Regions from separate parts of the Pan troglodytes genome. Here region 1 is linked to region 2. Evidence: chromatin contacts called from public Hi-C data. All regions are on one chromosome and are shown on one strand. Each heading gives the region's core, a stretch centred on a gene start, on an enhancer-like site or on the middle of the called end of the contact. The rest is flanking DNA. Distances are from core to core; before and after follow the strand shown.

Region 1 (6,165 bases), core at 3,317-5,816, 610 kb before region 2:
ATATTTGTTTAAATACTATCCCCTAATTTTGATACGCAGACCACCAGTGCTTTGTGAAAAACTGTCTGTGACTTGTCAATGAGTAATTAACTTCCAACTGTGTTATAGCAAATATGCAAGTATTAACTATTTGAATGCCAGCCAGACAGATTTTTACTTGAAATTGGAAAGTCAGAGGCAAAAATGGTATGAAGCAATGTTAAAGATAGTGCAGAGAATATATATATGTATATACATATATATTTTTAAATATAAATGTTATCACTGATTTGCTTTTAACTGTAACAAATATATATAGGTATATGTATCCTGGGAGTAGGGTAGACAATACAAACAGAAATTGTATATAATTTATATACGTATAATTATATATATATTTATATATAATTTCTATATATAGTCTACCATATTCCCAGTATTTTGCTTCCATTGTTTTTGTTTTTCTCACTATATTTTATCATTAAACTATTCAAAGGTGCAATATATATTATCACTGAAACTTAGCAAATTTGCAGAAATATAAACAGTCAACATAATTTCCCAAAACTTTCAAGAAAAAGTAAATTAGGCTATAACTTTATTTTATATAAATATATAAGTACATGATCATTCTTTTGAAATGCTATAATTGACCAATTTTGAATAGACTAAATTTGATTTTTTTCTAGCAACTGATGTAATAGAAATGCAGAAAGAACCTAAATATAAAAATAGAATGACTTTTTTACGTCTCAAGAATATATACCTTTAGCAAAGAATATGAGATAAACACAAAATGAATAGATAAAGGCTCTGAAAGATTCTTAAATACATGCAGCAATTGAAATGAAAACATTTTAGATCAATGAGCCCAAACTCCTCACACTACAGATGAGTGGACCAAGATCCCAAAGAGATTATACAAATGTATCATATTCACAATCCCACTGCTGCTCATCAATCATCAAAAACTCTCTGAAGCATCAGGAGTAAAACAGTGACAACAAAAATATCGTAGCAGTGAATGTTGAGGAAATTAAGAATATTATGCATAATAGCATCATGAGACTAGGCGATACCAGAACGGAGAAGCACTAAACAGTAAACAATAAAAATGATGTCTGTAGCCTAAACGCTCCATGTAACACCATTGATGTCCAGTTCACTCTTTCTCTTATCAAAATCTTATAGCAAAACACATCTTACAATACACAGCAGTGGCACTAGTAGGCTGATTAGATAAATAAAATTTAAATGATAACACTACTTATGTTTCCATGCCTTTTTCCTCCCATGGGGTTATTTTGCTCATTGATCTTAGATTCATTTTGAGCTCTTTTATCATCTTATGACCTAATACTTGCTCAGTATTAAAACTGTCACTTGATGGATATACATACCCCAGTATGCATATTGTCAAGGATATTACTTAATCCATAATGTACTAAAAAAGAAAATAATAATAATAACTCTTACCTGGAAAGTGGGAAAAGATAAAAGGACTATTATCTACCACACCCATTATATCCCAAATTAAATAAGAAAACAAAAATATTATAAGACAAAGTGAAACCCTGTAAAAACGTAAGATGATATGATTCATGAGCCTTTAATCTTTTAGAACTAACTTAAATTCCACTTTTGTCCTAGTTCCTTCACAGAAGTCATTTAGCTAGTAAAAGAAATTCATTCTAGCTCTTCTTATTTTGTCTTGCATTAGTTCCTCTACTCCATTTTGTGGTTATAATGACTTGGATCCCAGTGTTCTCTTTGTGATTACCAGTTTATGTTGGATCTGTGTTTCTGAAGTTTCATCATAATTTACTTCGTTTTTACCTCATCTACTTAGGCATTGTGGATTTTGCTCTTAGTTGCTTTGATCATAGACAACTGGAAGGGTCTCAGTGACTCCTTATCTTTGCTTAGGATAAGATAAAAACCCTCACAATGACCCATCAGGTCCCTAAAAATTTCTTCACTCTTCACTACGTTTGCACATCGTGATCTTATGTGACATGTTGTCTAGAAATAAACTTATTTCAGTTCCCTACTTTGTCCCTTTCCTTCTCTCTCCATTTAATCTGTTCCTAGTGCAGACATGTCCTGCATTTCTTCTTGGGTCCCTACCTGGCTAATTCCTACACAGTATTTTTTTAATCAGTGCAAAATCATGTTTTGAGAAAAACATTTTTTAATATGCCTGTTCATATTAGGTGAGTTATCTTGGTGCTTCTGTGGAAGTGTGTAAAACATATTATCATCATATTGATTCCAATGTATTTCATTAAAACATATTATCATCATATTGATTCCAATGTATTTCATTAATGTCTCATGCACAAAAATGGAAGACCCTGAATGAAAAGGAACATGCCTGTTATATTTGTGTTGCTTCGTCCCTGCCCCATAGTAATGGATCATTACATTTTGGTTCAATTTATATGAATCGGTAATCTTCCAGACTTTGAGAGTTTGATTATGATATCTCTTAAGACAGACTTATTGGGATTGAGTCTGTTTGGTCATCTTTGATCTTTATGTCCTCGGATAACCATATGTTTCCTTAGGTTTGGGGAGTTTTCTGTTATTATCTCTTTGAATATGTCTTCTACCTCTTGGCATGCTTAAGAGCCTCTTGAACAGTAATAACTTAAACAGTTGCTCTTTTGATGTTCTCCCATAATTCCTCTAGACTTTCTTTGTTCCTTTTCATTCTTTTTTTCTGACTGTGTGTTTTCAAATCTCCTCTCCCTGATTTCACTAATTATTTCTTTTGCTTGATCAGTTCTGCTATTGATGCTCTTTACTGAATTTTTCATTTGGCTTATTGTAATTTTCAAGTCTAGGATTTCTGTGTGATTTTTTAAAATTTATTTCAGTCTCTCTGTTAAGTTTTTTTTTTCTTTTTAAATAAATTGCTGAATTGTCTCTCTGTATTTTCTTGGACCATGTTGAGTTTGCTTAACCTTTTTACTGTTTAGGGAAACAAAGGGTGCAGTTTGCATCCTTATTAAATGAGTATTTAATTTTACATGAGCACATTCTTTGAGATTAAAGCAAATCTTACTGATTTGCGATATGAAAATAAAATATAAAATCTGTTCTTGTAGCTGTTTCTAAACAGAGCTAACATCCGAATTGTCTATTTTGAAAAAAGCAGATTCATCAAATAAATCTTTGGCCAACAAATATTCAAGAATGATGTTTGCATCACACTTAGAGATCCAGCGTTTTCCAGGATTTGACATTTTCAATGATCAATAATTTCTATATTTTGTAAATGGAAATAGAACTACTAAAATCAGAATGCTATAAAGAAAATGACGTCTTTTGTTTCCAAAGTCAATATACTAGAGCGATACAAAAATAATAGTAAAACTGATGTATTTCTCGGCAAAGTTATCTCAGGGTAAACACTGCCGCCTTGAGTGCCAATGACTAGTATTCTCAGGGCAAATGGGAAAAGGGTTTTAAAGCTATTTTGAAATCTCTAAGAGATCACACATCTCCATCACTTTAGGGTTGGTCTCTGGTGCCTTATTTTGTCTGTTTGGTGAGGTCACGGTATCCTAAATATTCTTCATGTTTGTGGATATGCAATGACACCTGCATATTGAAAAATTAGGAATTTAGTGTTTGCCATCTGGCGTGTTTTTTTGTTTGTTTGTGTTTTTGTTTGTTTGTTTGTTTTTGAGAGAGAGTCTCGCTCTGTCACCCAGGCTGGAGTGCAGTGGCGCCATCTCGGCTCACTGCAAGCTCCGCCTCCCGGGTTCACGCCATTCTCCTGCCTAAGCCTCCCGAGCAGCTGGGACTACAGGCGCCCGCCACCACGCCCGGCTAATTTTTTAAATATTTTTAGTAGAGACGGGGTTTCACCGTGTTAGCCAGGATGGTCTTGGTCTCCTGACCTCGTGATCCGCCCGCCTCGGACTCCCAAAGTGCTGGGATTACAGGCGTGAGACTCCGCGCCCGGCAGCCATCTGGGGTTTTAGTGCTTGTTCTTCACGAGATTTCTAAGCAGACTGATTATTTTCTTTCAGCCGGTGGTCACTGCCTCTGTATCATCGCCAGATAATGCTCTAAGCCCATTTTTGTTACTAGTCTGCAGGTGTTGTGTTGCCCCATGTTCAGCACTAGATGGCAGCCTAAGCTGAGGTTTGCCACAGGTCTACTGTGGGTGTTTTGTTCCTGAAGGAAGGGAAATCTGGCAGTTGGGTCCATGGATTTCTTTCTGAGGCTGGGGAAGATCCAGATGCTCCATCCACAGTAACCAGCCTAGAGTCAGGCACTGCAGAGCTCCACTCTACTCTGTCTCATTGTGAAGGACCCGATGCTGGTCTCCAAGGCTATGTTTTCTTTCAACCTCCTTCTCCTTTCCTTAAACACACAGCATCCCTGTCCATGCTGTGCTGCCTAAAATTGAGGGATGGATTAAGTAGCCATTCCCATAGTCACCATGGCTACTGTAATGCTAGGTCATATTTGAAGTCCATGGTCACTGGGATCAGGGCAGCTATGGCCTCCTTGTCACTGAGGTTCGCCTGTGGTCTGAGGCTTCTGTAAACCACTGGGTAGTGCTGGCTGGAACATGAGACCATACTGCTGGGGCTGTAGGTTGCCTTTTAGAGCTGAGGCAAGTCCAGGTGGCTCTATCTGTCTGTGCGCCGTGGCCTGGAGCCAGAGGTTGTGGGATTCTGCCCAATACTGGACTTCATGCTGGGTTTCACCCTGGTAGGCCTGGCACGGGACTCCACGTCAAAGTCCTGCAGTTACTTCCCTCTCGCTTCCTGAGAGTTTTGTCTGTCTCTGAGTTGTGCTTCTTGGAGTTGGGAGAGGGGTGAAGATGGCAGTGTGACTCTGTCCTTCCTGCCCTCTTCATTGCATCTTTTCTTGTTTTTATGCTAAAATCAGGTACTTTGACCTCTCACCTGGTATTTTAAGCTCTTGTGAGGGTACCTTGGCCTTGAATAGTTGCTAAATTTGATGTTTCTGTGGGTAGATGATCGCTGGAGGGTCTTATTTGGCCATTTTGCTCTGCCTCTTCTTTGCTGATTTTTATTTATTTATTTATTCATTTATTTTATTTAGTTATATAGGTATTTTTTGAGACAGAATCTCATTTTCTCATTCAGGCTGGAGTGCAGTGGCATCATCGTGGCTCACTGCAACATCCGCCTCCCGGGTTCAAGTGACTCTCCTGCCTCAGCCTCCTGAGTAGCTGGGATTTTCAGGCACGTGACTCCACGCCTGGCTAATTTTTGTATTTTTAGTAGAGATGGGATTTCATCATGTTGGCCAGGCTGGTTTCGAACTCCTGGCCTCAAGCGATCCACCTGAATCAGCCTCCTAAAGTGCTGGGATTACAGGCATGAGTCACTGTGCCCGGCCTTTTCTGATTTTTAAATCTTTTCATAGACTTAAAACATATTACTGTGTCCTGCTTCATTTTTAACCTCTCATAAACTACTATACTTTTATTTACACTTTACAATTTGTTGAAGAAAAGTTTTGAATTGCTTTATTTTTAGTTTGTAGTGTTTAATATCTTAACTTCCATTAAACACAAAACAGTGGAAACAAAAACTAATGCAGAAAAAATTCATGAAACAATTCCAAAATAAATCTTATTGTTCAGGAAATGCATAGTTTAAAATTTAAGAAAAGCGAAGTTTGTGTACGAAATACAAATGCAGGCAAGTGTTCGCGTAAATGAAGGTAATAAGGGATTTCTCAATTTTGGTTTTGTTTTCTTAGTTGTTGTGATGTAGTGAGTGCTTAAATACATAGGATTTATACTTCTCACATTTTACTTTTTCTAATTCAAGAAGCTCTGTGCTGTTTTTTTTTTTTTCTTGAAGTATTACTTGAAACTTTGACTGGCATTTGCATCATGATTTTTTTAATTCTAGGTTTTATCCTCATGTATCACGATACATCTTTGATGATGGTAAATGATTTTTGTATTATTTATTCAAGGTTCTTGAAGTTTTAAAGCTCGACGACAATAAAAGAGAAAAGACTAAATATAAGAAAATATTTTGAGTGCTACAATGTAGATTATATATATATATATATATCCTTTTATAATTAAACACAGAAATTAGAATAATTTTTATAGGATACTTTTGCAGAACTGAATTGCTCTAATTATTCCTGTGCTTTGAAATACTATGGCTACTTGCCAAA
Region 2 (6,706 bases), core at 3,839-6,338:
TGATAAGTCATAACAAAAACGTAACAAACGTATTTTTCTAATTCAATTGATGGAGAAGTACTAACGTATTACATATCATACTTATTTCTAACTTTCAGAAAGTTTTATATAGTACTTCTTACATAAATGAATGTGTAAAAGAAATTTAAAAACTCAGATGTGTTGGAAATAGCAGCAAAGAATTTTAAAGAGTTATTTTCCTTTTTAAAACTCAACGTATGTTGCAAGGATAGCAATTAACTGTAACAAGCAGAAAACTTAATTCATTATTTAGAGTTTGACTGCCACCTACAGGGGCTTTTTTAGTCTTTTTTTCTACCACTTCCAGATGATCAATATGACTAAATTTTCACTAACTTGAGGAAATTTTGGGAAAAAAAGGGACTTGTGAATCATTTGTTCCCATTAAAGACTTTTTTTAAGAAAATGTCGGCTGGGCATGGTGGCTCATGCCTGTAATCCCCGCAGTTTGGGAGGCTGAGACAGGTAGATCACCTGAGGTCGTGAGTTCAAGACCAGCCTAGCCAACATGGAGAAACCCCCTCTCTACCAAAAATACAAAAATTAGCTGGGTGTGGTGGCACATGCCTGTAATCCCAGCTACTTGGGAGGCTGAGGCAGGAGAATCGTGCTTGAACCTGGGAGGTGGAGGTTGCAGTGAGCTGAGATCATACCATTGTACTCTAGCCTGGGCAACAAGAGCAAAACTCCATCTTAAAAAGAAGAAAGAAAATGTGGATGATCACTCTTGAAATTCTATGTGTGATAGTGTACATTGATTTAGTGTACTGTGAAGATACAGACTAATCACTCTCCTGCATGGTAAAATGCTTAAAAGCTCATTTTAGACCACAGTATAAACCTATATATAAAGCAACCATAATTTAATGAACTAATTCCTATGAATGTTGAAAATCTTAATTTTAATTAAATTTCAAAATGCTTTAACTAACATTATTGCTAGGTAGTACATGAAACAAATATATGTTGTGCAAGAAAAATAGCAGTGGTTTAAAAAAGGATAATACAATTTTTCTTTGGAAATATAACAATATTACTAAGAGCTGGAGCCTCACATTAATTTACCATAAATCAAATCAATTATACATACATTTATCTAGGCACGGACAATCTAAGGTCACTGTGCAAACCATAAAAATATCAAACATCCTCCTGTACTGGTTAATGTGAGTGATAGCTATTTCTTTACCAATTATCACTGTAGTATTTTTCTGCTCTTCCCTTCTCCTGAATAAGATTTATTAAAATACTCAGAATAATCCCTACTTCCTGGTAGCTCCGATCCAAAGCAAAATATAGCATAAGGTGCTTTAACCTACATACTATTCATGCCACAAAATGACTTTTTTTCATGGCTTCTTAAGTTTGCAAATGTTTTAAAAAACCATTTCTTAAAAACCTATACCCTTATATTTTTTGAAATATCCCTATCACTACTAATATGGCTTACATAATTGCCATAAAAAGGAATATGGTTGCATTATCTTCTATGACATTTTCAATTAAACTCTAAGTTCGGTATAAAAGGTTACATTTATTTATATAATGAAGAAACGGGAACAATTTTTCAAAAAATCTTCATTAAAAGAAATTTGACAGACTGAAGTTATTCTCTTTTCTACAACTAATTTTCCTCCATTAGCTACCATATAGATTTCAACTTAGTGTTCTATATACACTATGACATAAACATCGCTCAACAAGTTTAAGGGGATAATTTAGCTCAGAAACACATTCTGAGCTAAATAAATTATAGCTTAGCTTAACTTGAAGTTACAAAACAACAGACTTGGAAGGAACTTCATAGTTCAGCTAGACCACACAATTTTATGAAAAGTAAAATGAAGCCAATGGTAACACCAGAGAGCTAATATCCAGGGCATCTGGTTCAATATATCATTATGTTCCACTAAACACTCTGTCCTTTCCAAAAGCAATAGGTAAGCAACGACCTAGACAAGGGTCAAATGGCTATGTAGAATGGATACAGCTTCCCAAGTTGCTCCTCAGAACTGAGGCTCATGAAGCCATCTTGTAAAACATTCCCAGCTACCACTGTCACAAAAAAAATTAAAAAACAAAAAATCTGTTTAACACACAAAATCTAAATGGGCATGTTATCCTCCCAGTCTCAATTTTAATTAAGGTGCCAAGAAGACATAAAACAGCACATAAAAGAGAGGGTAAGAAAATGCAAGCATGTGCAGATTTATAAAGAAAATGGTCCTAAGAACAGGTCCATGTATCTTAGACACCTCAGTAAGATGAAGAATACAAACCCCTAATGGAGGAACACACAGAAGTTTCTGTCAGGAGAGTTTTAAAGAGATACCCTGGGAAGAACTGGGGGCCATAAATATTCCTTACACACATATACTCCTTTTCCAATCTGTCTCCTTGATCCTCTGTTAGGACAAATGAGAAAGTATTACCAAACTCCAAGCTTTAGGGGGTTAACTTTGAAATTGAAAAATGCAGTGAACTAGTGTGTTTTGATATCTGAGAGAGTGTTAGTCCATTTTGCAATGCTATAAAGAAATATCTGAGGCTGGGTAATTTATAAAGAAAAGCGGTTTCTTTGGCTCACGGTTCTGCAGGCTGTACAAGCATGCCACCAGCATCTGCTCAGCTTCTGTTGAGGCCTCGGGAAGCTTTTACTCATGGTGGAAAGCAAAGAGAATATGTAGGTCACATGGACAGAGAGTAACCAAAAGAGAGGGAGAAGGTCCCAGACCTTTTTGACAATCAGATCATGTGGTAACTCATTAACCACAGAGAGGGCAGCAAACCATTCATGAGGGATCCATCCCTGTGACCCAAACACCTCCCACCAGGCCCCACATCCAGCTTTGGGGATCACATTTCAACCTGAGATTTAGAGGGGCCACACATCCAAACTATGTCAAAGTGGAAATGGAACGATGACTGTGGACTGTCCCGACGAAGCGCTTTGGTGATGAAGCTGGAAGTGTGGTGTTGCTTCAGCATCAATCCACCCTCCCAGAAGATGCTGGTACAGGTGATGTGTGAGGGTATCAAGTTAACACTGCAGAGGTGGGAGTCTTAACGTTAGAGGTCATCTCATGTCCTGAGCAATATAGACCTGTCTGCAAGAGCAAGGACACTTTAAAATAGAGTGGTTGGATATGCACTTCCACCTGTCCATGGGATGAGAAGAGTAACAAATGTCCACCTAGATCTATCTGCCCAGGTTAAAGGGAACTTTAGGATGGTGGGTCCTAGCCAGATACACTGCCAGGTTACACCAAACTCTTTGTGAAAATATATATATTTTCTTTGTGATATATATATATATATATATATATATATATATATATATATATATATCAAAAGACATCTCTGTGGGATGTAGCCTTACATGATTCTTAGCAATTAAATGACATTTTTTAAAGTACCTTCATTGTCTGAGTGTGTGCAACCTTCAAACCAACGAATACTGTCAAGTGAGCAGATTTGCCCTGGAATTATGTTTCAAACTGCTCTTTCTGCTTAGCTCCTTTGCCTGCTCAAAATGAAAGTCAAAAGTGGGCACCCTGGGCCTGGCAGGGGATTGTAGAAGAGTACACAAAAATGGCATGCTTGTGCGAGAAAGATTTAGCTTGAAAAAAGAGGCCAGCCTTAAATTTTTATCTTCTAGGCCCAGGAAGCCGAAGCTAGCTTATGATTTCACCCCTTGACATCAAAAATGCAATCCCTCTGCCTATTGCCTGGATTCAGTTGTGTCTTCCCAAAATTCAGATGTTGCAGTCCTAACTCCCAGTACTTCAGAACATGACCTTCTTTGGAAACAGAGTTGTCGCACATGTAATTGGTTAAGCTAATGTCATCCTGGGGTAGAGAGGGCCCAGTATCCAATATGACTGATGTCCTTATTAAATAATGCCATGTGAAGATACAAACAGAACACAAGGAAATGTCATGAGAATATGAACGCAGAGATCTAGGTAGTACATCTACCAGACAAGGAAAATCAAAGATCGCCAGAAAATCTCTGCATGGGAAAAACTCTCCCTTGCAGGTCTTTGGAGGAATTAACCCTTCCAACACTTTGATCTTGAACTTCTAGTATCCAGAACTGTGAGATGGTAAATATTTGTTTAAGCCCCTCAGTTATGGCAATTAGTTACGGCAGCCGTAGCACACGAATACAACTGTCCTCCCAAGTTACCCCTTAGACCTGGGCAGCTAGCTAGCAGGAGAGGAGGTGAGTGTGAAGAAAGTAGACAGCAGAGGATGATGCCCCTATCCCACTACAGCCTTCATCTCCAGCTAAAGGATGACAGAAGCTTTATATTCAGTTTGGAGTTTGATTGCCTGGACATTTTAATGTCTGAATTGAGACTACATATGTTTAAAGTATCAATAGGTCTTAATCAAGAGTAAGCAGAAAAGCCATTGGATCTTCCAGAGATTTATCAAAAAGCAAGGGGAGATTAGTACCACTGGATAAAGTACAAAGAAACAGTAGCAGACAAAAATGAAGTCTCAGTGTGGTCAGAATCACACACGCTATGTCATATTTGGTCCACATCCCTCAAGACAAAATAAACACTATGCCCTAAACTCCCCATAAGTGACCAAGCTAACTCCAAATCCGAGGGTGTTTTTTTCCCTACAATAAATTACATTATCTGGTATTTGAAAAAGTGAAATAGTCTTTTTCCTTCAGTACATCTCCTACTATCTTATTTCCGTTGCCTTTTCTCTTGATCATTTCTAATTATTATACTATAATTGTTCTTCTGATTAATATTTCAGTGTGGTAGATTTTTGCAACAATAGCTAAAGTTATTCATCTTCCTGTAAACAAGCTCCTTTGTAATGGGACTTTTCAGCTCTTCCCATTCAGAGGTAGTTTTTTTTTCTCCTTCTTACCTGTTAACTGTCAGCTGTCCTTGTGACTTGCTTTGACCAGTGGTCATGTGCCATTCTCTAGTGTAAGTGTTAACAGATGTTGCACACTCCTGTCCTTTCTCTTGGAACCCTGCCATCGTCATGTGATCAAACTCTGGTTTACAGGAGAATCAAAGACCACAGGGGGCAGAGACAAACCAGCGGGGTAGCAACCAGCCAAGCTAGCAGCTAACTTCAGACACGTGAATGAGCTCAACCCAGACCACAAGAACAAAAGCAGAGGAATTCAACCCAAAATTCCACCCCCAAACCTTTGAGGGTTGGTTTTAAAAACTAACTTTATGGCGTGTTACATAACAAAGTTAATCGATATACTCTGCAAATAACCAGCCTGTATTTTACCACAATTATCATTTTATTTTTGCCAAATTCATAATTTTATGTCTACTTATGTGGTAGTGTATTATTCCTAAGTTAACACAGAAGCTAATAATAGTGAACAGGTTGTACAGTATATACTGCATGCTCATCAGCTACCTTTGAATTAAATGATCACTATGAGAAGATAAAATGAACACACTTCCAAAGAAGAAGAATAGCTATCTGGAAAGTGTTTCGATAGCACAGGAAATAGACAATTAGTATACATGGCCACTGGCAGCAATCGACTCACTTGATTGCTTACTATTACCCCTGTTTCCTTTTGGTGAACTGCTGTGGTTTTCACTGTCTTATTTTTGGCATAGGATTTTAACTCATCAATAGAAATAAGTGGGCTGTAAATATTAATAAGTAAAATGATACATAAATAACATGGCAACACTTCTTTTATTCTCGAATGTCTTGGTTAACCTGGAATTGTCAAGCTATATTTCAAAAATCTTTAAACTTTTGAAACATAATATTTACATCATGATTATGACAACAACTCACACAGGCTTCTACAACCCACTGTGAAACCTAGACTGTACAAAATGTAATGCAGAAATAATAATTATTCCCTGTTCTCTGCTGAGCAAATGGAGATAATTCAGGATGGGAAATATAAAATCTAAATGTTAAAGTCTATCTGAAATAAATAAGAATTCTTGAGTTAAAAGCTAGTGATTCACTGAAATCTGTTCTTTTAGTATTACATGAATAAAAATAATGTACTTATTTTAGGAACACAGGTTTATCTATTTGAGAGAATCAACCAAATGTTCCACTCTGTTTAGGCTCTGGCTCTCTCCTCAAATATCCAACACCACTTCTCCTATCGCCACTCTCAGATAATGACCTTATACTTCATTACAGCTACAAAATTGAAGAAATCAGAAGGGAACTTACACAAGGTCCCACCGTCACATGTAATATGTCCTCTAACTGTGACCAAATGCCTTCCCTTCTCTTCTATTACTATGGATGAACTCCTATTCCAAGCCAATTCTCCCAATTTCCCCTATAAACCTGTGGGCCCCTGTGAATTTCTGCTACATTTTCTTTTTTATCCAGCATGAAGTCCTCTAATGTTTATACACACATACATATATATATATATATGTAAAGAGAGAGAGAAATTGGGCAAGGATATGGTTTTAGCACACTAGTTATCAAACCACAGACCAACAGCAGCAACAGCACTTAGCAGCTTGATAGGAACGCAAATTCCCAGGCCTTAGACCAGGTCTATGAATCAAAACTTCTATCAGGAAGCCCAGTAATCTGTATTTAACAAGCCTTCCAGGTGATTCTGCTGCACAGTAAGGTCTGAGAAACACTGCACTAGCAATTGCCCCCTATCTGTCCAGTGACCACAATTTTTCTTTCT

Evidence for each region. A called contact is a pair of places that touch in the nucleus more often than the background predicts.
Region 1: a contact with region 2 is called in a Hi-C map of induced pluripotent stem cells, with 1.8 times the contacts expected there. The contact joins two enhancer-like sites. A contact is called at or near these places in 2 of 7 Hi-C or Micro-C datasets (induced pluripotent stem cells and stem cell-derived neural progenitor cells).

What each region holds. Positions count from the first base shown.
Region 1 is chr7:22,551,437-22,557,601 of NHGRI_mPanTro3-v2.0_pri, reverse strand. All of the region lies in intron 3 of SGCZ (sarcoglycan zeta), which reads left to right. Among named protein-coding and RNA genes, the nearest start is that of MIR383, 610 kb to the left of the region's middle. Within about 2 kb of position 4,566, at least 1 of the 24 cell types and tissues checked has an H3K27ac peak or open chromatin away from gene starts, as enhancers often do. A contact at or near this core is called in induced pluripotent stem cells, where this site is marked.
Region 2 is chr7:21,945,288-21,951,993 of NHGRI_mPanTro3-v2.0_pri, reverse strand. No RefSeq gene overlaps it. Among named protein-coding and RNA genes, the nearest start is that of DLC1, 81 kb to the right of the region's middle. Within about 2 kb of position 5,088, at least 1 of the 24 cell types and tissues checked has an H3K27ac peak or open chromatin away from gene starts, as enhancers often do. A contact at or near this core is called in induced pluripotent stem cells, where this site is marked.